Linked DNA regions of Mus musculus: all the other regions are linked to region 1. The links are chromatin contacts, called in public HiChIP or PLAC-seq, Micro-C and promoter capture Hi-C maps. All regions are on one chromosome and are shown on one strand. The core of a region is the stretch at or near the end of the contact, and the rest is flanking DNA. Distances in the headings are between cores, read along the strand shown. Region 1 holds the start of Prex1 (phosphatidylinositol-3,4,5-trisphosphate-dependent Rac exchange factor 1). Region 2 overlaps Sulf2 (sulfatase 2). Region 3 overlaps Gm30320 (a long non-coding RNA gene). Region 4 holds the start of Sulf2 (sulfatase 2). Region 5 holds the start of B4galt5 (UDP-Gal:betaGlcNAc beta 1,4-galactosyltransferase, polypeptide 5).

Region 1 (4,811 bases), core at 1,405-3,904:
CCCTATGACAGCCTCCTCTGTGGGAGCTCAACCTACTACCCTACTCACCTGTAAGATTAATTATCACATAAGGAATAACCCCAGTTGATATTTACATAGCTGACTGCCTGCAGGCACTGCTTAGAGTATTCAAGATAAGTTACACAATCCTATAAAACCAACAGGACAACCTCTAGTCTCCTCTCCCACTTTATAAGGGAATAAAGGCCCAAAGATGTCAAGCCAGCTTGCCTTAAATCACAGAGCCAAAGGCCTCACACCACACAGTCTGGCTCTGAATTTGGAGCTCTGGACCTTGTATTATATTATTTATCTGTCTGGTTGTTTGTTCATTTGTTATTTGTTTATTTATTTTCAGGGGTGCACGTATGCTATGGTGTGGCCTTAGGGATCAAACTCAGGTTCTCAGGTTTAGAGGCAAGTGCCTCGAAAGCTCTCATCCTTCCCACCAGCTCAAGCTCTGGACTTTTTAAAGAACCCATTTTGCCACTGTAAAACTACACTGGCTCCTCCCAGACAGCCAGGAGCCCAGGGAACCCCCTCCAGCCAGGGTGTACAAAAGCTGACAAGTTGGGGTGGGGAGAATCCCAGAAGAGCTGCCCGCTCTTCTGTGCCCTACTGCATGCAGAAAAGCCCGGGTGGTCAGAAGAGCATGCAGCTCCCGGCCAAGCTTCCAGGACTAAGTGGCCTCCCTCGGGTTGCCTGAGGGCCATTCCCTAGTGGCCAGAGGTGGCCTCCAGGGCTCACAGGGCAAGACACACTACTCAGGTTACACAATCAGTCCTCCACTTCTGGCACTGGCTTGGGGACCCAAGTAAGGGCAAGGCAGAAAAGCAGCCTGGGGTCCCCTGCTCTTGTACACGTGGGGAAACCGAGGTCAACACAGGAAGCAACGGTGTCCCAAGACACAATAATGTCTGTCTGGCTCATCTCAGAATGCCCCAGTCACACAACAATGGCTGTCCACAAACGACAGGTGTCCTGGGATGACATGAAAGTCAGAGAAAACTTTTCCCCCCCTGGTTTCTTTAATTCTAAGAATGTGGACTCTAATCAATTTCCATTATCCTAGCGGCCCCGTCTCCGTAGGGACGATTTAAAACCGCAGTCAACCTAGCACAACAGCCAGGGGCACACATGGGGGAGTGGGTTTTGTTTTTTTTCCCCCATTAATATAAAAACTAGTTTAGATTTCCTGTTTCTTTTTAAGGCTGAGCAGCTCAGTCACTGCGAGGGGGAAGTGAGGAGTTCCCTAGAATCTGTCATTGCTCAGCAATGCCAGAGTGGCTGCCTCTTTCATTTAGAAACTGCCAGCTTCAAGCCCTACCCGATTCTCTCTCTCTCTCTCTCTCTCTCTCTCTCTCTCTCTCTCTCTCTCTCTCTCCCCCACCCCCTTCTCAACTGTGAGAGAGGAAGAGATGGGAAAGAAAGCCAACCCTGTCTTATTCTCACAGGCCTTTCCAGAAGGATCCTTGGGCCAAAGGGCTTTCAATGCCTCCACACAGCGTCTTCCCCCCCCCCAACTTCGTACTCCCTCCTCCCTCAGTGGGAACCCCCCCCCCCGACCTCACACAGACTCCCCTGCATCCTTAAGCCATTGAGTGTTTCTTTTTCCCAGATGGAGAGAACTCCAGTGTGATTGGGGGTCTCTTGAAACACACACACACACACACACAAACGCACGCCTTCCTGAAGCAGGGTTAAGACTTCCTCCAACCCAAGAAGGGAGTTAAAGCGGCCCCAGCAGGAGGCACGGAGATTAAAGCCCTCAGGTCTCTAAGACCAGCCCTTCCCACCCCCTCCAGTTTTCTCACTTCCTAGGAGGGTAGGGAAGTGGCCCCTTCCTCATTCTCACTAGAGACACCAGGGCAACTACGTACCGGAGTTTAAAGCCCCCGCAGGGCTGCCCTGGGTCACCGCCCTGCATCCAACCCTACGACGTAGCCTGCAGAACTATCCAGAGCAAGGGACTCAACCTCTCTGGAGCCGAACTCTTCCCTGATCTTAAGGATCAGAAAATATAACCTACTGATGAGCCCGGTAACGGCACAGTCTGCTGATACCAGTGTAAGGTGCGTGGTACACAGACGCACTCGGACGCTGTTTTGCAGTCTAAGGCTTTGACTGTGCAATTCGAGCTGGGGCAAGGCTACGGAGCCCAGGGTCCCCGGTGCAGCTAAGGAGCCCCTACCCGGGCTTCTCCCTACACTGGCCCCCCAGCGGGGCGGCCCCGGGCAGCGGCCGCGCGGATGTAACCATTTCAAACTATGCACAAGGCGGGGAGCCACAGACAAAAGCGCAACGCGGGCCGGCCGGCCACAGGTGGCGGGAGCTCACCGACTGCAGGAAACGCAAGGTGCCCACGTAGTCGCGCTCGGTGCCCAGGATCTCGTTGAGTACGCACAGACGGAGGCGCAGCTGGCGCTCCGAGTCGCGGGCGGCCGCGCACGGCCCGGAGACGGGGCCGCGAGCATCGGGATGCGCACCGTCCCCGCCTGGGTCCCCGCCGCCGTCACCACCACCGCTGCCGGGTGCCTCCATAGCCGCGCGGCGCCCGAACTTCCCGCGCCGAGGTCGCGCCGCGGCTTAGGCGTCCGGGCTCCGCATCCCGGACAGGCGCCGCTCAGCGGGCCCGGGGCAGGCGGAGCGGGGGCGGGACCTGGGCGGGGTCATGGTGTATGGGCGGGGCCTTGGTAGAGAGGGCTGAGCGATGGGCGGGGAAGGAGGCGGGGTCAATCTGCTAGTGGGCGGGGATCTTTGTAGAAAATGGACGGGGTGGGGCGGCACCTCATGCGGAAACTGGGCGGGGACTAATGGAGAATGGACTGAGCTGGGGCGGAGTCTGGTGGGATTGGGCGGGGATTGGGCGGAGCCCCCTCCCGGCTTCCAGGGAGCGTCGGCCAAGAGCCGGTTCGTGCGCGCGCCGCACAGTCAGAGTTTGGGGCTGGAAATGCGTCGCCCCAGACCCCAGTCAGGTCGTGGTTCTGCTGAGTCTGTAGGCCAAGACCCATTCAGCAGTTCTGCAAGAGCAGCTCGCGCCATCCACCCGTAAGGAGTGCCCCGTGGGTGATCTGCTGGAGCCGGATCAGCGACCACCACGCGCATCTCCTGACGCCCGGAAGAGCAGCTCGACGCCCCCACCAACACGGCCGCTCATGCCCTCGGCTTACGGTGACCTTGGAAGAACTCTAGCTGCATCTTTGTCCTTACTTCTGTTTCTCTTTCCGTCGGAGCTCTGCGCCTACTGTCCCAGCGCTCCCCATCCCTAAGCAAAGGTGCCCACTTGGACGAGACCGTTGCAGGAAGCCGCCCTCGTACCCACCAGAGATAAAGCCAAAATGGGAATTTTGCTGCCAGCCGACAGGCTGTTCTGTGTGACCTTGATCTTTCAAACGTTCAGTTAACGTGCTAACCCCCCTTTACCCTCGAGAGGCATTGGGACCCGAGTCAGCCTCTGGGGTTCAGCCCCTCATTGATGACCTTGGTCAGCACCCCCATCCCACCTAAAGCTCCTCCGTTTGCCTCACAGTACAAGGGGAAGAACAGTAACACCTAACTCTTAGGGACCAGCATACGGCTGAGCCATAGTCCCTGGAAAGTGATTTTAACACCCTAGAAAGTCTTATCTTCGTTCTTAATTATTCCTGCCTTTGTCAACTGCCCTCTTGACCGGGCCTCTGAACTGCTTGTTCAATCCCTACCTGCCCCGCCTCAGATCTATTATCTCCTATGGAGTCAGTCCCTGTTTCACAAAATAGCCTCTGTGGAGTGTCATCATTTCTGGGGCAGGAGCACTGTCCTCTATTTACTTCCCTTCAAGATGCCTAGAATAGTTCTCTGGGGCCTTGAAGTAAAACAGTCTTTTGCACAAGGATAGAGGAGAGACTGTGGTAGCTCCTGCTACCCCTGGCCCTGTTCCTTTGGGGCCTAGGGCACCGTGACATTTGATGTGGGCAAGGTATCCTAGGTAAATGGATGTAAAAGGGTGAGCCCATCAGGTATTGGTCATGGAGTGAGTGTTTCCAAAGAATCATTATCTTCTTGTTTCTGAGCTTTCCAGACATAACACTGCTTCTGTCCTTAGATCCAGCACCTTTTTGGGTTTCAGTGGGCCCTGTCTTGAAATCATTACTCGCTAGCTGGTAGCAGTCACGAGCCAGCCAAATCCAGCTGCCTGGGTGACCTTGGCCAAGACACTTCACCTTTCTGAAGCTCCATTTTTTTTTTTTTAATCTGTAAGATGAGAGTCTGAGGGAACAAACCCAGGATTAGTGACATCTAGGGTCAGGTTAGTTCTCCATTGTAAGAGCATAGCAGCACACAGTACCCGGGATGTCCCAGGAGCACCCCGTCCACAGTTGTGAGCCGTCGGTGCCTTCTAAGGTAGCCAGAGAACCTCTGACACACGCAACACAGCTAGCTGGGTTAGGTAGTGCTAAGTAAACACTAGTCCCCTTCTCAGCCTGTGACCAAGGCTGGAGGTTAGCCTCACATTTACACATGGGTCCCACCCTCCAAACAAGAACTGACTGTCAGAAAGAATGACCGAGCACTTCCACATCTGTGGACGGGCCCCTCACATCATCTCCCACCCTGGAACAGTGACACTGCCTAGCACACGTGTCTGGATTTCTTGTGGAGCTCTTTGTTGCTGGTTTGTTGGATTTATGTAGCCCAGGACAGCCCTGAACTCCTGATCCTCCCGCCCCAGTCCCCAGAACGCTAGGGTTACAGGCCTGCATCACCAAATCTAGTTCTGTGTGGGCTTTTCCTCTGTGAGTAATGGGACTTTCTTCAACCTGGTGTTGTAA
Region 2 (5,012 bases), core at 1,649-4,148, 600 kb before region 1:
GGGCAGGGAGACACACCAGTCTCGGATTGGACGGGAGCCATATCCAGAAACTTCCACTAACCAATGGGTATTTATTCGACTGAAACCCAGCACCTCTGGCTTTTGCTCTTGTGTGTCCCTCGCAGACACGGGCTGTGCAGTCGCAGTGTGAGATGACTGAATAGTCATCTTTTAAGAGAGGCGGGATGCAAGGTAACTGAAGTGGCATCAGAAGACACGGGCCCGGGACAGAGAGTAAGTCGGTGTCTGGGCTCAGTGAAGCATGTCTGTCACACAGGATTGCAAGGTAACACACACAACCCAGTGGAGACTTGACTGTCAACAGGGCCAGAGGGAGTCTTTGGAAAGACACCTCCTGCACCCCCTGCCATCCTCAGATCCCTGTAAAAGGAGGACGCCAATGGGAAGGGACATCATGTTACACCAATCTGATGATTGTGGCACAAATTACACTCTTCTCAACAGGGACTGCACAGTTTATGCACTTCAAACGTCAACCCATTGCAGTTAGAGCCAAAGCTTTGTTACATCTAGGGCTGGGGCTGCAGCTGCAGCTGGGACACAGTTGCTAAAGTGCCCTGGGGCATGCAGAAAGCCCTGGGTTCCAGCAGCAGATAAACCAGGCATGGGGACTCACCCCTGTCACCTCAGCATTTGGGAGGTGGAGGCAGATGGATCAAAAGATCCAGACCAGCCCTAGACACTCAACGACTTGGGGGAAGACTACGCAGGCTCTGTCTCAGAAAGTAAGTTATTTTCAAAATGTGTTTTGTATTTTCTTCTCCCATGAATATGAATTAATCACGTAACATATATGAGTGCTCTGCTCACATGTGTGAATGTGTACCATCCGTGTGCATGGGGCTTGAGGAGGTCAGAAGAAGGTGTTAGATGCCCCAGAACTGGAGTTACAGGTGGTTGTCAGCCGACACGTGGGTGCAGGGAACTGAACCTCAGTCCCTAGAAGAAAAGCCAGTGCTCTCACCTGCTGTGCAATCTCTCCCATCCCGATTTTTGTTCCATTTTTGTTTTTGAATCCCTTAGTGTTGGGAAATGCAGGGATGCAGTATCAGGCCAGGTAGCTTTCTTTTCTTTTCTCTCCTACCCCATCTCCCTCCACCCCTCCCTTTCTTCCTCCCTTTCTGGCTATCCTCAAACTAAATATATAGCAGAGGTTGACCTTGAACTCCTGACCCTCTGGACTCCATCCTGGGAACTGGGATTACAGGCTTGTACTACTAAGCCCAGCTGTAGCTTCATTTTTTTAAACCGGCTCTGTTAACATCCCCCTGCACTGTGAATTTTGGCATCTGTCCTTTAAGCTCAGCTGACCTTCTGGATTCAAGGGCGTCACAAACACGAACAGTTAAGAGCTGTGGCTGTGACTGAGGGTCTCCCCCTTCAGGATCTGTTTTCAGTGGTACAAAGACCTACCCAGCGTAAAGACTACATATCCCAGGCTCTTTTGCAGCCACGAGTGCTCACACTCACATATCTTGTTTCTCACCGATGGGAAGTAAGGAGAAACGAGAACCTGATCTGTAGACCTGCTCTTGGATCAAGGCCACCAAGACAGCAATGAATTTAGATGAGAGCCATAAGCAGCAGGTACCCCCATTCCCTCTGCCAGACTTAAACTCAGCTCAGTTACCTTCCTTAGATGCTCAAATGGATATAGGGTTTGACCGACAACCAGGCTGGAGTACTGATTTGTCCCTGGGGCTTGTACCGTAAAAAATGAACATACGCCATACAAGTATCATCACTGAGCTACATCCTCAGTCCACGTTGGATGTTTCATTTTGAGATGCAGTGTCACTGCTTAGCCCCAGTAACCCTGAATTATGACCTTCCTGCATCAGCCTCCCCAGCAGCTGGATGGCGCACCTGGTTTGGTGACTGTCTACTTTGATGGTCATTCCTTTCTTTCTGTTTCCCATGTGACTCTGATATGGGCTTTCGCTCCATCATAAATCCCATAGTGTTTTTGGGATTAGTAATTTCCCCTTTTGTTTGACGGACTGTCCCCATGTCTCTGCGTTCCCGTGGCCTCTGTTTTCTGTTTTGATTATGCCACACAAACTTTCCATTTCATGTTTCTCCCAGGAGTCTTTGTGGGAGGAGTGGTCTTTCTGCTTTCCAGGTGACAGGCCTGATGAACACTTTGGGGGCCTCACTATTCATCTGTTTTCTTTTTTTTTTTTTTTTTAAACAATTTCTTTTTTTTTTTTGAAGGATTTATTATTTTATGTATGTGCATACACTGTCGCTGTCTTCAGACACACCAGAAGAGGGCATCAGATCCTATTACAGGTGGTTGTGAGCCACCATGTGGTTGCTGGGAATTGAACTCAGGACCTCTGGAAGAGCAGACGGTGCTCTTAACCACTGAGCCATCTCTCCAGCCCCTATTCATCTGTTTTCATATAAACATTCCAGCCAGAGCTGTTCAGGGTGCTTGAGCCATACCGGCCCATAGATACATCTTTGGCCCACAGTATTCAGTTTTTAAAGATGGAGTTTCTAGCCCTGAATGGCAGCTGCACCCTCCAATAGGAGCCGCCGCCTTGCTATGTCCCTGCCTATCCCCACCCCAACAGCGTTCCAGGCTTCCCAACCATCTGAAGCACTGGCCTACGAGACCTCTAACACGCGCTTTCTGTGGGGACCCCAAGCCATCGGGGTCTGCACCTCCACTCCCATGATGACCTGCCCATGTAGGGGAGCTGGTTTTTATAGCTGAACCTGTTCTGGGGATGATCCTGTGGTGGGAGGAGCATGTAGGGAGTACACAGTCCCACCCACTCCCACTGGGCATCTGAAAGCCTGCCCAGCCCTGATGGATGATGGCTGCAGATCAGCTACAGGAGGTGCCCGGCCCTTCCTCACTCCCACTCAAAACAATGTAGCGTCACGGGCTTGCGACATCTGAGCCTGAGCCATATCATCTGGTTTCACAACAGCCCCAGGCTGCTCGCCAAGGTGGGGAATTCTTGTTTTTTTTCTTTCAAACTCAAGCAAGTTCAATGAGTTGAGTCTGGAGGATTTGGCAAGGGCGAGGTGGCTGGGCTGGGATTACAGCTTGACCTTAGGTGCCAGCCTAGCGGGCGGCCTTTCGAACTCGCCACAGTGTCTCCCTCAAGTAGGCAACAAGGACATCCTGACACAAATAACAGCACAGTCAAAGGTCTCTCTCACCATGGCAACCCCTTCGTCATCTTGGTTACTCCCACAATAAACTGGTGAGTCCCCCATGTCTGTCCGTTCTCTAATTCCAACCTCAACATTCTGGAACCTTCTCTCATGCAGATGGTCTCAGTCAATAAATCAGTTTTAAACACAGAAACCTCAAACTCATGCATGCAAGGAATATCTCGTGACCTCCCTGTCAGAGAATTCACAATCTCCCTGGACTCTCCATTTTTTTAAAACTCTAGTTTCTTTGAAAAGGTGGTTTTCTGAACCTTCTTCAGACACATCTACTATGTGTGCATAGAAATAAACTGGAAACCTCACTGGGAAGTGAAACCTTTTCTGGGCATAACCCAGAGTTATCTTGGGGACCAGTGCAGTGTGGACGTCGCACCCAGGGAAGCTGAGGGCACAAGAGGCCACCTGTCTGTCCCTTGAGCAGGCCCCAACAGTGCCCTACTCTGGTCCTCACCTGTCCGGTAGCCTGTGCTGTTGAGATACACGGCGAAGGTGCGGCTCTCGTGCTGGGCCTGCCAGGAGGGCGAGGAACAATTCTCATTGTTGGTGTAGGTGTTGTGGTTGTGGACGTACTTGCCGGTGAGAATGGAGGAGCGAGACGGACAGCACATTGGTGTAGTCACGAAGGCATTGATGAAGTGCGCCCCGCCCTGCTCCATGATACGCCTTGTCTTGTTCATCACTTGCATGGAGCCTGCAAGCAGAGGGTACTGGTGAGTCATGTGGCCTGCTTGGGGGGGGGCGGGGGAGCTCTTTAAGGGGCTTCCAATCCTGAGCCTGGAACTGTGGGCAAGCTTAGGAAATCCAAGGGTTTACATGGGCCATACTCCTCACCCACAACCCAACCAGGAAGGCCCTGGTCTCAGTGCCACTAGACAGTGGCGTTGGGTACAAACCTGCTTTGAAGTACCTTGAGTCTGACTCAAACCCTATTTTGTACATAAACAGGGTGTCTTTTCTTCAGAGTGCTAATATACACAGATTTTTTTAAAGCAGTCACAAATGCAGATAGAATTAGGTTTCGTTTTGTTTAGAAGTTTCCCAAGAATTATCCACTGAACTGAAGTCTAGTCTAGCCAAGCCCCAGCCAGTCTCTCTACACTTGTAGCCTCATCTAGGGTGCCTCCTGTATGCATTTGAAGTCTATATCTCGCTACCCTTAAAGCTAACCTATCTGCCTAAGAGCTCCTGGACTTCCAGCTCTTGTGCCTCTTTAGCTCCTAGACCCTTTATATCCTGGGCTCTCCATCTCCTGGACTCCCCAGATCCTTAGGAAATCCATGGGCTTGCATGGGCCAGACCCTGCTCCCAAGCCAACCCAACCAGAAAGGCCCTGGTCTCAGTCCCCCTAGACAGTTGTACTGGGTACAAACCTACTTTGAAGTACCTTGAGTCTAGATTCAAACCATGTTTTGTACATAAACAGAGCTCCTGGACATAAAAAACAGAGCTGTATATAAACAGCTTCAGGACCCTCCATATGCTGGACCTTCAGCTCCTGGGCTTCTGATCCCCCTAAATGACTGTGATAGGCCCTTTACCCACACCAAGCATTGAGGGTTCATCCTTGACTGCCACTATATCCAGCCAAGTCAGGCTGGCCTCGAACTCCTGAGTGCTGGGATTAAAGGCGTGAGCCGCCACGCTCGGTGCATGGTAAGGTTTTAAGCTCTGACTTTTAGCTTGAACATATTGGGTTCTCTGAGGTTTGCTGAGCACCATACCACAGCATAGTCTGCAGTGGATGTCAGCGTTACCTCCTAGATCACATGTATCCAACAGGCCCTGCCTGGAAGTCTCTG
Region 3 (4,783 bases), core at 807-3,306, 530 kb before region 1:
TTCAGGAACTTCAGGCACGTGCCTCCACCCCTGGCCAGAAGCAGTTTTCTTACTAATAGTTTTGATCCGAGGGCTAGGTGATCCAAGGGTCAAAGGTCACTCCTAGAAGTCACAGTTAAAACAGGGACATCTAGGAGAGGAACGGTTGACTCGGGAACCCAGGGGTTGTCGCCAAAGCTGCATTGAACTCCGAGGTGCACTTAGGGTTTGAAACGGCCCCAGAGATTGAAGAGAACAATGTCAAAGAGAAGAGATGAACAGGAGACGTGAGGATGGAAGGTGAGGAATCCAGAAAGCTGAGAGCCACACCCAGGGTGCGTGATAGGGATTTCGATCTCTCTCTGGAAGGGAGGGTTTCTGTTTCTGGAGCTGGAAGGCATAGGAGCAGGGGAGCCAGAAAGAGCTGCGGCAGGGCTGAGGGGGCTCTGGAGGCAGATGGGAGGCAGCAGACAGTGGATACTTACAGATGAGTTAGTATCTGCCCTTCTGAGTGGTAAGGTTCTCCCCTTTTTCCTCCCTTCCCCTCCCCTCCCCTCCCCTTTTCCTCCCTCCCCTTTTCCTCCCTCCCCTCCCCTCCCCTCCCTTCTTTCCTTCCTTCCTTCCTTCCTTCCTTCCTTCCTTCCTTCCTTCCTTCCTTCCTTCCTTCCTTCCTTTCTATACAGGTTCTCAGCCCTCTAAAGGCTGCCCTTAAGCTTGCTAAGTGGCTAAGGATGACCTTGAACTCTTGGTCCTGATGTCTGCACCTCTCTAGTGCTGGGTGACAGGTGTGTGCCACCATGCTGGGCTTTTGCTGAGGGAGGTTTTGCAAAAGTCAGGCAAGCGCTCTACCAGCCGAGCTACACACATATTTCCTAATGGCTATGTGTAGCTGCTTCCCTCTGGGTTTATGCAGAGCCGAAATGAAATTTCAGAAGAGTGGATTTATGCCTGAAGTCCTATTATAACAGAAGAAATCTGAGCTTTTGGTTCCCTTGGAGGCCAGCTGTCAGGGATGCAGAGTGCAGAGGTCAAGAGAGGCCTGCCTGAGAAGATGTTGCCCAGAGCAACAACCTGGGGGAGGGGAGTGGGAGGGATTGGCCTAGACTCTGTCTTTGGAGGCCTGGTCAAGGCAAGAAACCAGGAGCTGAGCCATTCAGGACTGAAGTTGATACCCTTAGGGGGGCTGGTGGCTCACTTTCGGAAAATTACTTTCCTGTCTTTGGTCAAAATAGCACTGTGGGCAGCAAGTATTGTGTATAAGACAGATAATAAAAGCTCCCAGCTTATAGGATGGGTGTGTACACCCCAGCCTGCCCTGGGAGAAATCACATCACAGCAAACAGAGACCATCAGACTCTCCAAGGGATGGGCCCATCCTCCTTCCTAACACACAGAAGCAGGGCTTCTAGAAGCCATTTGCCCGTCCCAGCTGTTTTGAGTATTCCTCGCACCCGTTTTTTTATGAGTCTTTGAGAGGGGGACCTGCCTGTGTTGGCAGGTTTCAATTTCATCTCGAGTCTACTCTGCCTGGTAACAGAAGCCCCAAAGCACAGGAAAGCGACCACAGGCATCTGGAAAAGATTGACTTCTGTGTTTTTAATCACCAGAAGAAAACCCAGCCAGGGAGTTAGCCAGTTGAACTGAGAGTTTGAGGGCTAAGGCCAGCAGCAGCAAGGGAGAGAAGTCTCATGGGGCCCAGAGACAGTTTTCCCCAGAGAACTCCAGAGGCAGGCCCTGGAGGAGCAGCCAGGCTGGAAGCACAGGACAGGGCCAGTTTTGAAAGTTTGTTTGTGCCTATCCCATTCTCTTTCCTCTCTGAGTTTTTACCTTGGTGGTGGAAAAAGTGTTGTGATTTCTAAAGACAACTTCTTCCTCATCTTCCCCTGTGAACTGCCGAGCAAAGGATTAATTTAGATTTCTGCCATGCCGGGGCCTCTCTCATTAAATGAATCCCATTGTCTCGTGGAAGCCCAGGCAAGTCAGCTTAATGACGCCTCGCTCCCTCCAGTCCTGAGCAAACGTCCCGGGTGCTTTCTGGCTCTCTCTGCCATAGTTTCCTTGGCAGCTTTCCAGTTTCCATTCTGTTGCTCCATGCTCCAAACTCCTCCCCCACCGGCCCCACCCACACTATAGTCTGCACCCCTTTCTGATGCCTCGTGGGGTGTGCTTACCCCATTTCTATGGTTTCTGTTTCTACTGACAGTGTGACTGTACACAGCCAGGCTGTTTGGAGTTCTCAGAAGACATGGAGTCGGGTTCCTCGTGTCCCTGACAACAGTTCATGTTTGCTGGGATAGGATGTGTTGGTTGCAGGGAAAGGCAGACATTCTTATGCCCATAGTCGGAATAAAGGGCACACAAACACTTGTTCCTTCTAAAGGAACAAGCAAGAAAGAGTCCCAAAAAGTCCTTTCACTTCTCCATATGGGCCTGGATGAGGAAGTGGTCAGAGGCAAAGATTTCACATCCTTTAGCAGTCTGGAAGATTGAAAAGACAGAAGCTGGTCTGACATTGAACAGAAATCTCCATAAAACAATCTCTGCAGGGTGGATCTCATTGCATCTCAGACTGTGGCTGGGTGCTTCATGGACATATGACCTTCTGGGCTGAGACAGACAGAGCTCATGGAAACTTGGGCTAATTGGTTAGGATCCCCCCTTCTCTTGGACTGGTGCTCAGGCTGGAAAATGGGACCATTCTGAAGGCTTGTTGAGGGCAGAGAGTGGGCATGCCTCAGGGTGGGGATGCCGAAGGAAGGTAATGGGAGCTGGGCTGTAGATCGTGCCCTGAATATTTCTAGACACATAGGAGTGTGAAGCGGGTGTGGGCTTTGTAGCAGTCAGCTTTGGCTGTGTAACAAAGTCCCCCATCCTTCCAATGTTCATGGCTCACACAAGCCTTTGTTGCCTCCAGTTTCTAAGGGTTGGATTCGGGCACTTCCTGAATGGTTTGGGGGCTCCAGATCCATTGCGGGCTAGCAGCAGGGAGCAGCTGCAGGCCTTGAGGGTGTTCTTGTAAGTGCCATGGAAGGACAGACTCTGGGCTTGCTCACGTGGCCACTGGCCCCACATTCCCTTCCTAACCAAACATCCCCACCCCTGTACATCAAATCTGCGTTGTGTGGGAAGGGACATGGAGTCGAAGGGACAGGGATCAAGAAAGGCTGGCTGCTATCAATTTTATTTAAAAGGTCCTTAGAGGGGCTGAGGAGGCGGTTAAGCTTAAGGACTTGAGTTCCAGAGCCCACATAAGAAAGCTGGGTGTGGTGGCATGCGTGGGTAGCCCCAGTGCGGGAGGTGTGGACAGGAGGCTCGCTGGCCAACCAGTCTTGCCTAATTGGTGAGCTCCAGGCCGAAGAGAGACCTGTCTCAAAGGAGGTGGGCTGCATTTCTGTGACGGACACCTGGAAGGACAGGGAATGTGAAGAGATGAATCTGAGAGGATTGTGTCCCCATCTTGAATGTCCCCGCAAGCCTGGGTTGGTGCCATGTGACATGCGTTTGCTGTTTTTAATTTTCTTCTCTTCAGGGTAGGAGACAAAGCCTCATTAACATGATGCATTGAAGCAGGAAGCAAAGAGACGGTTAAATGACCTGAGAGGCGATGTTTGCAGCCAAACAGGGTGGCGTTGCTACCCCAGCAGTGAGGCTTGGAGAGGCCAGGAGCAGCATATGGGGACCTGGCTGAATGTCAGTAGAGAAGGGGACCTGACAGCTGCTGTTGAGCAATGGGGAGTGCTGATGCACCTACCCTGAGGCCCAGCATCGTCCTTCCGAGGTCCATAGGGAAAGGAGGTCCTCAGAGCTCACCTTCCGGAACAAGGAGGGCGACTGCTGACTGAGGCTAGACCCTATGCTAAGTTACTGCATATTGTATAACACAGTGGGTTTGCGGGGGGGGGGGGGGGGAGGGGGCTTGCCCTAGGAGACTCCATCTTACAAAGAGCTCTGGGGATGGAGATGGCTCAGCGGTTAAGAGCACTGACTGCTCTTCCAAAGGTCCTGAGTTCAAATCCCAGCAACCACATGGTGGCTCACAACCAGATCTAACGCCCTCTTCTACAGCGACTGAAGATAGCTACAGTGTATTTACATATAATAAAATAAATAAGTCTGTAAAAAAAAAAAGAGCTCTGGACTCCATCTTGATGGCAGGGGTGGGGATGGGTGACTGCAACCCCTGGGTGGACTCTGAAACTGCATCATCTGCCAGGTACCACCCACCCAGACCAGACTGGTAAGGGACTCATCTCTAGGGATAGAAAGGGAGCCACCTTACAAGTTTGCTAGGGTGAACTGAGACCATAGGGGTACACTAGGGTAGGGTGTATTGCGATCAATCAGGACGGTCAGGCATACCAGGCAGAGGAAACTCTGACTTCTTCTCAGTGCGATGGCATGGCCCCTCGCCAACCTATCATCCACACCTGTGTGCTTCTCAAGGACCAACAAGCAGAGAGCGGCCTGACTATCCTGGAACTCCATGCAGCTCAGCTCAGTCCCCTGATCCTGATGCAGCTTACTTGACTGCCTGCCTGACCATCCGTCACCCATCTGGACATGAACCTGCAGTTTCCTTTTCTGGACCTAGGTTCTTTTTTATCTCGCAGTTAGACAGCTTCAAACCCTGACTTCAGCCATGGTGGCCCCTCTCAGCATTGGTGTGGTATGGAATCCTGTCTGTCTGTCTGTCTTAGTTAGGGTTTTACAGCTGTAAACAGAGACCGTGACCAAGGCAACTCTTATAAGGACAACATTTAATTAGGGATGGCTTACAGGTTCAGAGGTTCAGTCCATTATCATC
Region 4 (4,741 bases), core at 1,538-4,037, 560 kb before region 1:
AGAGTGGACCTGGAGCGTGAGGAATGTATCACAGATTTTGTGTGGACACGTGACTATTATGTCTAAGGGCCGGGCTCAAACACTTCCTGCCTCTTATCTTTGAGGTGAAGGGGAACCTTCTTTGAACTGGTCAGAAAGGCAGGAAGGGCCTCAGGTCTTCAGAGAGGGCATAGTCTAAGAAAAGATAATGGCTGTGTGACAATCCTCCACATACCCAGGGGCCAAAAGCCGTCAAACCCAGCACCAAACCCAGACTACAGAGAGGCGCTGGATTCCCAAGTGAAAGGGCATTTGGAACATCAAGAGTGAAACTGTCTGTGGGATGGGGTCCTTGAATGAAGGCCATGTGGGACAGGGGGTCCCACGCAGGCACACAGACTGTACAAGGGTGCCTGGAGTTTCTCCCTCGGGGCCAGTCTTGAGTCAGCAAACTTTAAGCCTGAAAACCTAACATGCTATTAAGGTTTCAGAAAGTGTTGTAAATTCAAATAAAAAACCCTCAAGAGGGTTACACAAAGTCCAAAGCCACACTACCCTCAGCCCAGGGCAGGGACAGCGGGTTCATCATGCCATTGGCCAAGCTAACACTATCCTCAATAAACTGCTGATTTCAACACTGAACCACATAGAAACAGGTTGTTTTGATTTCCCTGGGGACCAGCCAGGCTGGGTGGAGAATCTTGGGGGGAGGGGTGTTTAGGGAACTCCCACCCCTTTTAATCAATGGTTGTATCTCAGTTGATCCCCTCTGGGCAAGGAGCTGGACCGGGTCACATGAACTGCAAGGTGAACAAAATCCAGGGTGTCCCCAGGGAAAGCCAACATCACCTGCTCTCTGTCACCTCCAGAGTAGCTGGGGGTGCACCGTGGGAAAGAGGCAAGGACAGATGGAAAGGGGGAAGAGGGCGGGCATCCCCACAGACAGAGCAAATATCCAGATTCAAACGAAAGCTGAATGTAATTACTTGGTTAATTAAATATTGACTTTTAACTCAAAAAGTGATTAAAACAAGCTGCAGGAGAGCCAGTCCTGGAGGGGTGGGGCCAATCAGAACTTTCAGGAAGTGGGGAGGGGGAAGGGGGAAGGCGGGGGTCACCACAGCCATGCTCTGTGCAGAGCGTCCTTCTGTGTAGGGAGACAAGGCTCTCAGGGTCCCCTCCAGGCAGAGATCACTAAGCAGACCCATGGCCCCGCGGGTGGCTCCTTCCATCTGCCCACTTGGAGCCTCCTTTCGCCACCAGCCGCCCTCGCAGGGACTAACACTACCATCCGCGCTTCCCTGGGTGACACTCCGTGCCTGGTACACTCAGAGCGCCACAAATGCTTGTCGAATGAATGAATGAATGAACTACTACTCTCTAAACGAAGTCGCAGTCCCCGCTGCAGCGTCCCCTCCGGGCTTCTGGAGCCCGCGGCGGACGCAGGTCTGCAGGGCGATGGGTTCTGACCTGGCGCGGGAGAAGTTTTACGATTTCATTTGTCCTCCGTTCTGCGAGTTCCTAGTCCCTGCTTGCTCGGGTCCTGCCCGGACAAGCCACACGTGGTCTGGCTTCTAGCTGGCCCTCTGGATCTAAACCTCAAGGGGTCAACCGGGCCATGCTCCTGCAGCCCGCGGGTCCACGCGCCCTTCCCCGGGAACCACCGGGGCGCGGGAAGTCCTCCCCTAGCCGCCCAGCCTTGCAGACGGGGTCAAATCGGTCAGCCCCACTGAGGCCGGCCGGTACCTAAACCTCCGGGTAACACCCTCCCTGAGCCGGGCAGCGGGGACCGGCTGGGCTCACCTGAACCGTGCTCGCCCTGGAATCTGTGATCCGGGCCCGGCCCCGCGCCCCACTCACCGCGCGGCCCCCGCGGCCTCACCGCGTCTCTGCCGCAGCCGGGCCGGGCCGCGGGGCGTAGGGGACTCTGCCTTGCCGCTGCTCCAGCCGCCTCCGCGGCATCCCGGCTTCTGCTTCGCCCCGCCCGCCCCGGCCTCCGCGCGCGCCAGGACCCAGGACCCAGCCGCCTCCCGCCCCGCCGGGGACCCGGCGATTCAGCCATCGCTCCTCACCTCCGCCGCCGCGGCCGCCCCGCGCCCCGGCCCGAAGTCCCGGCGGCTCCCGGCCTGCTGCCTGCCGAGCCGGTGGCCGGCCGCGCTCCCGCCGCCGAGCGCGCACCCTCGCGGGCCCGGGGCGCACTCACCCGCACCCGCTCCCGCTCGCCCTGGGCGCGGAGTTGAGGCTGATGTGCGCTGAGCAGGGAGCTGCCGGCGAGCCGGGACCGCGCGTGCGTGTGTGCGCGCGTGTGTGCCACTCGGACCGGGGGCGCATCTCTTAGTCCACCAGACACCGGCGCGAAGTCGCGAGGGCCATGGATCAGGCCCCCGGGCTGGCGCGCAGAGAATCCAGCCTCTTTCCGCTTTTTCGTCCTCCTCCCTCCCAGCAGCGAGGAGCCAAGTGTTCCCTGAGGCGTGCGACAGCCCCGGCCCGGCGCTGCCCCTCGTAATGACACGTTAATAAATGTTTTCTTTTATCCGCTTTCACAGGGGCTCGCCCTGGTTTGCAAACACCCGGCAGCCTTAGCTGAAAGCCCCGCGCTCGCCTCTAAACACACACGCACACACTTGCCATTGGAGACGCCGGCTCGGGCCGATCCCCAAGCTAGATCGCGGGAGGAACTGCCCACGCGCCTGGGACCTTCCCACGCGTCTCCGAAGCTCTCTGAGAAATTAAGTTGAGCTCAAGCGAAAGCAGAAGCGTTGCCCAGACATGGGCCGGGAATGGGAAAGAAAGGGGAGGCCGGTTCCCTTGGTAAAGGGAGAACTCTGACTCCAGGTGGTGCTGTCTGCGCGGTTTCTGCCGTCCCCGAAGCCACCAGAGGCTTGAGGGGGCCCTGGCTGCCAAGGGTGGGTGAAGAGCCTCACAGAGCCCACCAGTAGCTTCAGAAAGTACAGCTGATGTGCTAGGGGGTTATCGACCCTGCGGTGGAACGGGGCGGGCCTCGGATGGAAACGTAACCCCTGAAAGTCTTCCAAGATGTTCATCCATTTATAGATACTGAAATCAAGACAGAGCCGTTAAGTTATTGGCCCAAGGTCAGATAGTTGGATCAGGATCTGAACCCAAGAAGCTGAGCTCCGGAGTTGTATCTGACCCCCCAGGCTGCGCTTATTTTCAAGATCCTCCTTCCCCTGGTGGGATTTTTCTAGTTTTCTGATGGATAGCGTTTGTCAAATTCACGTAGTAAAAATAACAGGGCACCGATGGAGATGCACTAAAATCACGTCCTCGCTGTTTATCTAAAATTCAAGCGGGTTGTCTGGACTGCGTGGGGGGCTCTCGACTCCGCCCATACAGTCGTTGTACTAACCCTGAACTTGCTTTCCTAAGCCGGGGGCAAGCCCCACCTTTGGCTAGTGTAGAGTCCTGGCTGGATACAGGATGTTAGGCGTGAGTATTCGCTTTCATGAACCCCCCCCCCCACCCTCCACCCCACCCCCAGGCATTCCAGTCTCAGTGCTGCATGAGAAGGGGCTGGGCCCCTGCAGCGCTGTTCATTGGATGCTTGGGGCAGAGGGCTCCCATCCTTGAGATTCTGAGAACTTCATTAGAAAGCACAAACACACAAACAAACATCAAATGTACAGTGCTGGTGCACGCCTGCAATCCCAGCTCTTGGGAGGCAAAGGCAGGAAAATAAAAAATTCAAGGTCACCCTTATCTACACACAGGGTGATTAAGACCAGTTGGAGGTCCAGGAGACCCTATTAAAACAAAACAAAACAAAACAAAACAAAACAAAAGGAAAAAAATCTCAGAAAATAAACCAATAAAACAGATAGAAAAGCAGGTGTAATCAGTTTCAACATCCCAGACATTTAATTGAATAATTAAATTGATTAATTTATATATCCTTATAGGGTCAACTCAGACAGTATTCTCGTGGCCCACATCTGTGATGCCTGCACTGGGAAGGCTGAGGCAGGAGGATCACCCAAAGTCAAACTTTCTATATAGTGATACTGTCTCAGAAGCACACGAAGCAACAACAATGTATACACTTGATCTTTTTGTATCCTTCTCTTTTTCTGCAACAGGTAACTTTACATGCTATACCCATCCTGGCTTGGGGTTCTCCTCCCAGGAAGAACAGCAGGTTCTGTGGCCAAATGGAGAGCTTTGCACCTGGTCATCACATGAAGTGTACATTCATAGTTTTTGGAGAACATGTATGCTCAGAGATGACAGAGGCTTGTACACAGCCCACAGGCTGCACCTGGCTTTGAACCACATGCCTTATTTCAGCAGTGACTTTCTAGCAGGTCTGCAGTGTCCTATTGCGGTCTGGGCAGGAAGGATGCAGAATGGAATCTGTGCCCTGTTTGCTCTGAGGTTCTAGAGAATGCTCTAGAAGTTGGGGATTTACATCAGAAAACACTAGGACCACACCCTTGCACTTCAGACTTGACTCTCTGTAGATGGGTGTGCCCAACAGAAATTCCAGGAAAGAGGGCAGTTCTCAGTCTCCCAGTTGGGACTGAGCGCTGGAGGAGGGTGGTATCATGTGATTTCTCTTATGTTTCTTTGTTGTAATGGAAATGGAAAGTGGTGGCAATGCCAGCACCTGACCACTTTTCTTCTTTACAGAGGAGGAGACAGAGCTTAGGGACAAGTGTGTGTGTGTGTGTACCTGGGTGTGTGATTCAGGGAATCATTAATCAGTTAAGACAATTGACTTCCCCCTAACTCCTAGTGCACACCT
Region 5 (4,935 bases), core at 911-3,410, 640 kb after region 1:
CAATGTCCTCTGCATTGAATGCATGTGGCACACAGATACACATGCATACACAACAGACACACACATAAAATACATGTCTTTTTTAAAGGCAGGATAAATGAAACAGTCAAATAGTTAACTGTAAGTGAAGGGATGTGAACTATAAGATGTCTCCTCTTTACCACTCCCCTCCACCCCCTTTTCTGGTTTGTGTCAGGAATCAAACCCAGAACCTTGCACAATGCTAGGTACCACTCTACCACCCAGCCACATCCCAGCACTGCTGGTCCTATTCTTTGCCAACAGACTTTGAATAGCAATGGATCTGTTCTCTCAAACACTTCTAAAGTCACTAATGAAATCTCAAGAGAGTTGAGTCTTGCAGTGACACAGGGTTTGGGATTCTAAGCTTGGTGGTGGCGGTGGTGGCGTACACAGGAGCTTCACTGACCTACCACAGAGAAATCTGAAGTAAGTTTCATTTCTGTTGAAGAGTCTGGCTTCTATTCTTTCTCATCGAAAAAGGCTGATCACCATGGAGATACAGGAGATACACAGACCCAGACCAGAAACACCTGTCACTTTCACAAAAGGAAGAAAAATAGAGGGTCTGGCTGGAAGATGCCTGCAGGTTTAAACCTATCACTTCACTCTCATTTTGTGAGAATCTAATATCCTATTCGCTAATGAGCTCTCTTCTCAATTAATTTCACTAATTAGTTATCTATTCTTGTTCAGCCAGAATTCCTGCCCTTCTACTTAGCAAGCCTAACAAGCCACAATAATTATACATCCCTGGTGGAATGCCACTCACCAAATCAGTGAGGACAGTCTCAAGTTAGCTTTTCCATCTTCCCAGGTCAGGCTGACAGCATGAAACACCAACTTTAAACATCAAGTGAAACAAGCTTTAAAAAAAAAAATAATCAGGGGAGAGACTCTCTCCCTCTCTCCCTCTTTCTCTGGAAATTTCTCTGCCAGTTCAGAGTTGCCAGGTCAACAGGGAACACCAGCATTTACTACTCCGATCTCAAAGGCACTTCCCCTAAGCGGCACCCATCCCAACCATCCAGAATTCTCGCCCTCGGCCCCACCCCCAACAGCATCTTCTCATTTTTCACCAAGGGCTGAAGTTTTCACTAGCACTCCAAGACCACACTAAGGGAGGCAAGTCGCATTCCTTAAAACTCTTTCCTTCTGTCCCCCAAACTACCTGTAACAGCGAATATTTATTTATTATGTATGTATTTATTTCGAAGACGTTGGGCGTCCGCTATAGGGAGAAAAGCTTAAAGGGCATTTATGGCCCTCTGTCCTTTAAAGGCTGGGATTCGTGTCCCCATTTTACAGAGAAGAGAAGCTGAGGGCCCAAGGTCATACAGGACATCTGACCTCAGTGTCCTCTGCCTTTAACCCTCTCGCTGCCTTTGCCTTCTCATCAGCGTCCAGTCTGTTCCGGGAAGGGCTCGTTTTCTCTCCAGGCGGTCTCCCCCTCTAAAGGGCGGACCTTGGAGAACTGCTACCCATTCCGTTTCTTCTCTGGGCGACCCCCCCCTCCCTTCCACCTGGCACCGCTTCTTCAAGGCCCCTGTCACAGCACCTCCTCCATGGCCAATTCAAACTTCCCATCGGTCCCCAGAGCAGGTCGGGTCCGCTATGAGCGGCGGGCGAGCGGCGGGCTCCAGGGAGGAGGGGGGGGAGGGGAAAGGGGCGCGCAGCCCGCAGCCCCGCCGGGTCTGGGCAGCCAACGCGCGGCCGCGGAGGGCGCGGGCGGCTGCGTCAGGGAGGAGGCCGCGTGTGCGGGCGGGCTGCGGGGTGGCGCGGCAGGAAACGGCGAGTCACGGAGCGCGGGGTCGGCCGGGGCGGCGGCGCGGGCCGCAGCGGGAAGAGGCGTGGGGTGGCCGCAGGGTCGCCTTCCTACCTATGCCGGGCGCCACATAGACGAAGTAGAGCAGCGAGGACGACAGCGAGAAGAAGAAGAGCGCGGCGAGCAGCGAGCGGCGCGGCAGCCGCAGCAGCCCCCGGCGGGCGCGCATGCTGAGCCGGCGGCCGCTCGAGGGCCAACCCGGGCCCCGCTCCCGCCGCTCCGGTCCGCCGCCTGGGCCTCGGCCGCCGCCTTCCGGGCTTCGCGCGCCGCCGCCTCGCCGCTTTCAGCCGCCGGCCGCCGCGGGCCGGGCCACATGAGGCGGGAGGGGGCCGACGACCAGAGGAGCTCAGCGGCGGGGGCGAGGCGGGCGGGGCGGGGCCTGTTAGGAGGGCGGGGTGAGGGGCGGGGTCTGATGCTGAGGGCGGGGCGAGGGCAAGGGCCGCAGTCTGAGGAGCAGATGGAGGTACCAGACCTGAGGCAGGCCTGATGGGGACCGAGTAAGGGCGGGGCCTAAACTGGGGGCCGGACGAGGGCGGGGCCTGATGTTAAGGGTGCCTCCGCGAGCCTGAGAACACCGGCGGGGACCGGGCTTGAAGTCTGATGGGGAGGGGGATAAGGGCGGGGCCGGGAGCATAACAAGCATTTTGCGGGAGCCTGAGCCTGAGGCCTGACGGGGAGGAGAGAAGGGCGTGGCCTGAGGCAAGGGGGCGGGAATGGGCAGGGCCTACAGTCCGGGGAGCGCATCTGTGGGGCGGGGCCTGGATGTGGGGGCGGGGCGGGGCGGGGCGGGGTTCACGCGCGAGCACTCTAGCCGCAAGATCCTCGAGCGGCCGCCGCCCATGCTGGCAGGAAGCGGCTCGCTAGTACGACTTGGTTCCCGTGCGAGCTCCCCACGCGGGGATCGAGGGGTGGTGGACAATGTGTGAATAGCCAGGTAGCCCGCCGCTGCAGCAGAGCAAGGATGCAGAGGCCGGGGCATTCGTGTTCGCCCTCACTCATCCATTCATTCCAGACACCATTTATGATAAAGTGGCAGTTACGGGTCCTGGGGCCGGGGATGCTCCACGGAGCAAAGATTCCTCTGGGAACCTGTATTAATGCGAATAAGAAAAAAATCAATATAACAGATGATGATGATAAGAGATATGAAAACAATTAGACATGAAGATGTTTCGGATGCATTCTACTCTAGTCTGAGATTGAGGGGGAAGCCTCTCCTTCCTGGGTGGCATGAACACAAAAGAATGTGAAAGTGCCAGGTGGAGAAAGAGTGGTCCCACTAAGGGGAACTACAAATGCAAAAGCCGGAAGGAAGGAAGAAGGGGCTTGATCCGCCTTCAATGAATCCAAGGATAAAATCCCAGGAAAGAAGAAGAGATCCAAACAAGGTCACATCCTACAGGACAGAACAGTGGTGACAACTGTCAATGTTAAGACACCGAGAAACAGGGCTTCTTAGCCAGTAACAGCCTCTCTCTAAGTCCTGAGATCGTGGCTCCCCTACCCCCACTTTGGCCCCATTGCACCGATGAGAAAACTGAAGCTTCTGGAAAGAGAAGCAAGTCGTCTAAGTTGTGAAGTAAGGGCTCAAATCAAAAGTGGCCTGCCACCGGGGCTTGACCACTAACCCCATTTCTCATTCTGCACTGTCATGTGCACTTCCAAGCCTCGACTTTCCCATCACCTCCAAAGCCATGTTTTGGTATGTGTTCCTTTTGGTTTCTCAAACCAGTGCTCTACAAGGACAGAGATTCTGTTTCATGTTTTGCTATGTATGTGCTCAGAGCTCAGTGCCCAGTACCTAAAAGATCAACAGAGGGGATGCAGAGCACCCACTAACACCAGAGGAAACAGAGATGGCTGGCTAGTCCTAAAGTCCCAGAGCAGGCTCCACAGGAAAGGAAGTGAGCAGCTCGGGGCAGGATTCCTCAGAGGGAAGGCATCCAACGGAATTCAAGAGGGAACCAGTCAGGTGACACATTCGGCTGACTTCCACGCTTGCACACAAACGTATACAAGATAAGTAAAATAAATATTATTTTTAAAATGTTAAAATAAAAAGAGCATAGAAAGGTGGGTTGAGAAGGTGATGAGATGGGTCTTTTCAGGATGAAACATCTGATCCTGGTAAGGAAAGGGACATGGCCAGGGGCTCAGCAGGACCCTAAAGACTTTTAGTGGCACTTCTTTCTTTCTTCCTCTTTCATCCTGACCAGTTGCTTCTTGCCTCATCCTTCTCCTGCCCTCTGACCAGGACTCAGTAAAGCAGAGACCTTTGTAAACTCGAGACTTAGGAAATGTCAAGTAGAGGCTCCCTGTCCCTCCTCTCTGGGGTTCCACGGTGAGGACTGAGGACAGAGTCTCTGAAAAGCGTCCACTCTGTAATAGGCGCTGAAGCAATTTGAATCATTCCTGTACTTAACATAGCGATTCCGATTCCACGGTCAACCTGGGCTAAGCGAGACCCTGTCTCAAAGAAAAAAATCACAAGTAACAGGGTGCCCTGCTCTTTCTTCAATCTGCCCTGAAGGTTCCACAAGCCTGCCCTGAGGGGGCCATTACACAATGCATGAACGTGTAGGAGTGAGATAGCATCTTTGGGCTGGACTGTCTCAATTCCAACTCCCGGAGGCAGAAAAAAAAACAACGCCTTTGTAAAGGTCACCCAGGTCCAAGAGCCGCTGGCTGAGCACGTTTCTCCAGCCTGAAACCCTCATAAACTGAGTGTAGTTGACTGGGTGGTTCCTGTGGTCAATAAACTCCCTTTCTACAGAAATGAAACTCAGAGTGAAAAGGCGGGGTAGCACTTGAGGCTGCAGCTTTGAGAGCTGGTAAATCCTCAGGGTGACGCCAGCCTGTGATACCAGCACTTCAGAAACTGAGGCCAGTCTACATTAAAAAAAAAAAAAAATCACTTAATTTTAATGTGTATGCTGCAGGGGCTGGGGACTATGAGCACGTGAGTGCAGGTACCTGCTGAAGCCGGAAGAGGAAGTCAGATTCTTCTGGAACTGAAGTGACAGGCAGCCCAGAGGAAGGGGATTGCCACAAGTTCAAGACCATCCAGAGCTACATATTATAAGACCCTG

What was found. A called contact is a pair of places that touch in the nucleus more often than the background predicts. HiChIP or PLAC-seq counts read pairs in DNA pulled down with a chosen protein or histone mark. Capture Hi-C pulls out chosen DNA fragments and counts their contacts.
Region 2: an H3K4me3 HiChIP or PLAC-seq map of bone marrow-derived macrophages shows a contact between it and region 1, with 6 times the contacts expected there. The contact joins the enhancer-like site here to the promoter of Prex1 in region 1. A contact is called at or near these places in 3 of 39 promoter capture datasets (frontonasal cranial neural crest, hippocampal neurons and pre-B cells), 7 of 115 datasets of contacts at active chromatin or transcription factors (astrocytes, bone marrow-derived dendritic cells, bone marrow-derived macrophages and 4 more) and 3 of 9 other capture datasets (adipose tissue, embryonic stem cells and liver).
Region 3: a contact with region 1 is called in an H3K27ac HiChIP or PLAC-seq map of bone marrow-derived dendritic cells, with 3 times the contacts expected there. The contact joins the enhancer-like site here to the promoter of Prex1 in region 1. A contact is called at or near these places in 1 of 39 promoter capture datasets (liver), 4 of 115 datasets of contacts at active chromatin or transcription factors (bone marrow-derived dendritic cells, forebrain, neural tube and 1 more) and 1 of 9 other capture datasets (liver).
Region 4: a promoter capture Hi-C map of adipose tissue shows a contact between it and region 1, with 2.6 times the contacts expected there. The contact joins the promoter of Sulf2 here to the promoter of Prex1 in region 1. A contact is called at or near these places in 2 of 39 promoter capture datasets (cranial neural crest and liver), 9 of 115 datasets of contacts at active chromatin or transcription factors (SST interneurons, astrocytes, bone marrow-derived dendritic cells and 4 more) and 3 of 9 other capture datasets (adipose tissue, liver and macrophages).
Region 5: a Micro-C map of embryonic stem cells shows a contact between it and region 1, with 6 times the contacts expected there. The contact joins the promoter of B4galt5 here to the promoter of Prex1 in region 1. A contact is called at or near these places in 3 of 39 promoter capture datasets (fetal liver, liver and pre-B cells) and 2 of 484 Hi-C or Micro-C datasets (both in embryonic stem cells).

What each region holds. Positions count from the first base shown.
Region 1 is chr2:166,711,178-166,715,988 of GRCm38.p6, forward strand. Prex1 (phosphatidylinositol-3,4,5-trisphosphate-dependent Rac exchange factor 1) reads right to left here and starts at 2,655. Exons shown (of 40, transcript NM_177782.3): 1 at 2,338-2,655. The coding sequence starts at 2,541. It overlaps Gm46777 (a long non-coding RNA gene), which reads left to right and starts at 2,652. Exons shown (of 3, transcript XR_001783555.2): 1 at 2,652-4,811.
Region 2 is chr2:166,113,208-166,118,219 of GRCm38.p6, forward strand. It overlaps Sulf2 (sulfatase 2), which reads right to left. Exons shown (of 21, transcript NM_028072.5): 3 at 3,665-3,904. Among named protein-coding and RNA genes, the nearest start is that of Gm52534, 4.5 kb to the right of the region's middle. Within about 2 kb of position 2,899, at least 49 of the 459 cell types and tissues checked have an H3K27ac peak or open chromatin away from gene starts, as enhancers often do. A contact at or near this core is called in adipose tissue, bone marrow-derived dendritic cells and bone marrow-derived macrophages, where this site is marked.
Region 3 is chr2:166,178,870-166,183,652 of GRCm38.p6, forward strand. It overlaps Gm30320 (a long non-coding RNA gene), which reads left to right. Exons shown (of 4, transcript XR_866951.1): 3 at 1-279; 4 at 3,509-3,868. Among named protein-coding and RNA genes, the nearest start is that of Gm30536, 13 kb to the right of the region's middle. Within about 2 kb of position 2,057, at least 165 of the 459 cell types and tissues checked have an H3K27ac peak or open chromatin away from gene starts, as enhancers often do. A contact at or near this core is called in bone marrow-derived dendritic cells, forebrain and stem cell-derived neural progenitor cells, where this site is marked.
Region 4 is chr2:166,152,896-166,157,636 of GRCm38.p6, forward strand. Sulf2 (sulfatase 2) reads right to left here and starts at 2,788. Exons shown (of 21, transcript NM_028072.5): 1 at 2,608-2,788.
Region 5 is chr2:167,347,018-167,351,952 of GRCm38.p6, forward strand. B4galt5 (UDP-Gal:betaGlcNAc beta 1,4-galactosyltransferase, polypeptide 5) reads right to left here and starts at 2,161. Exons shown (of 9, transcript NM_019835.2): 1 at 1,901-2,161. The coding sequence starts at 2,015.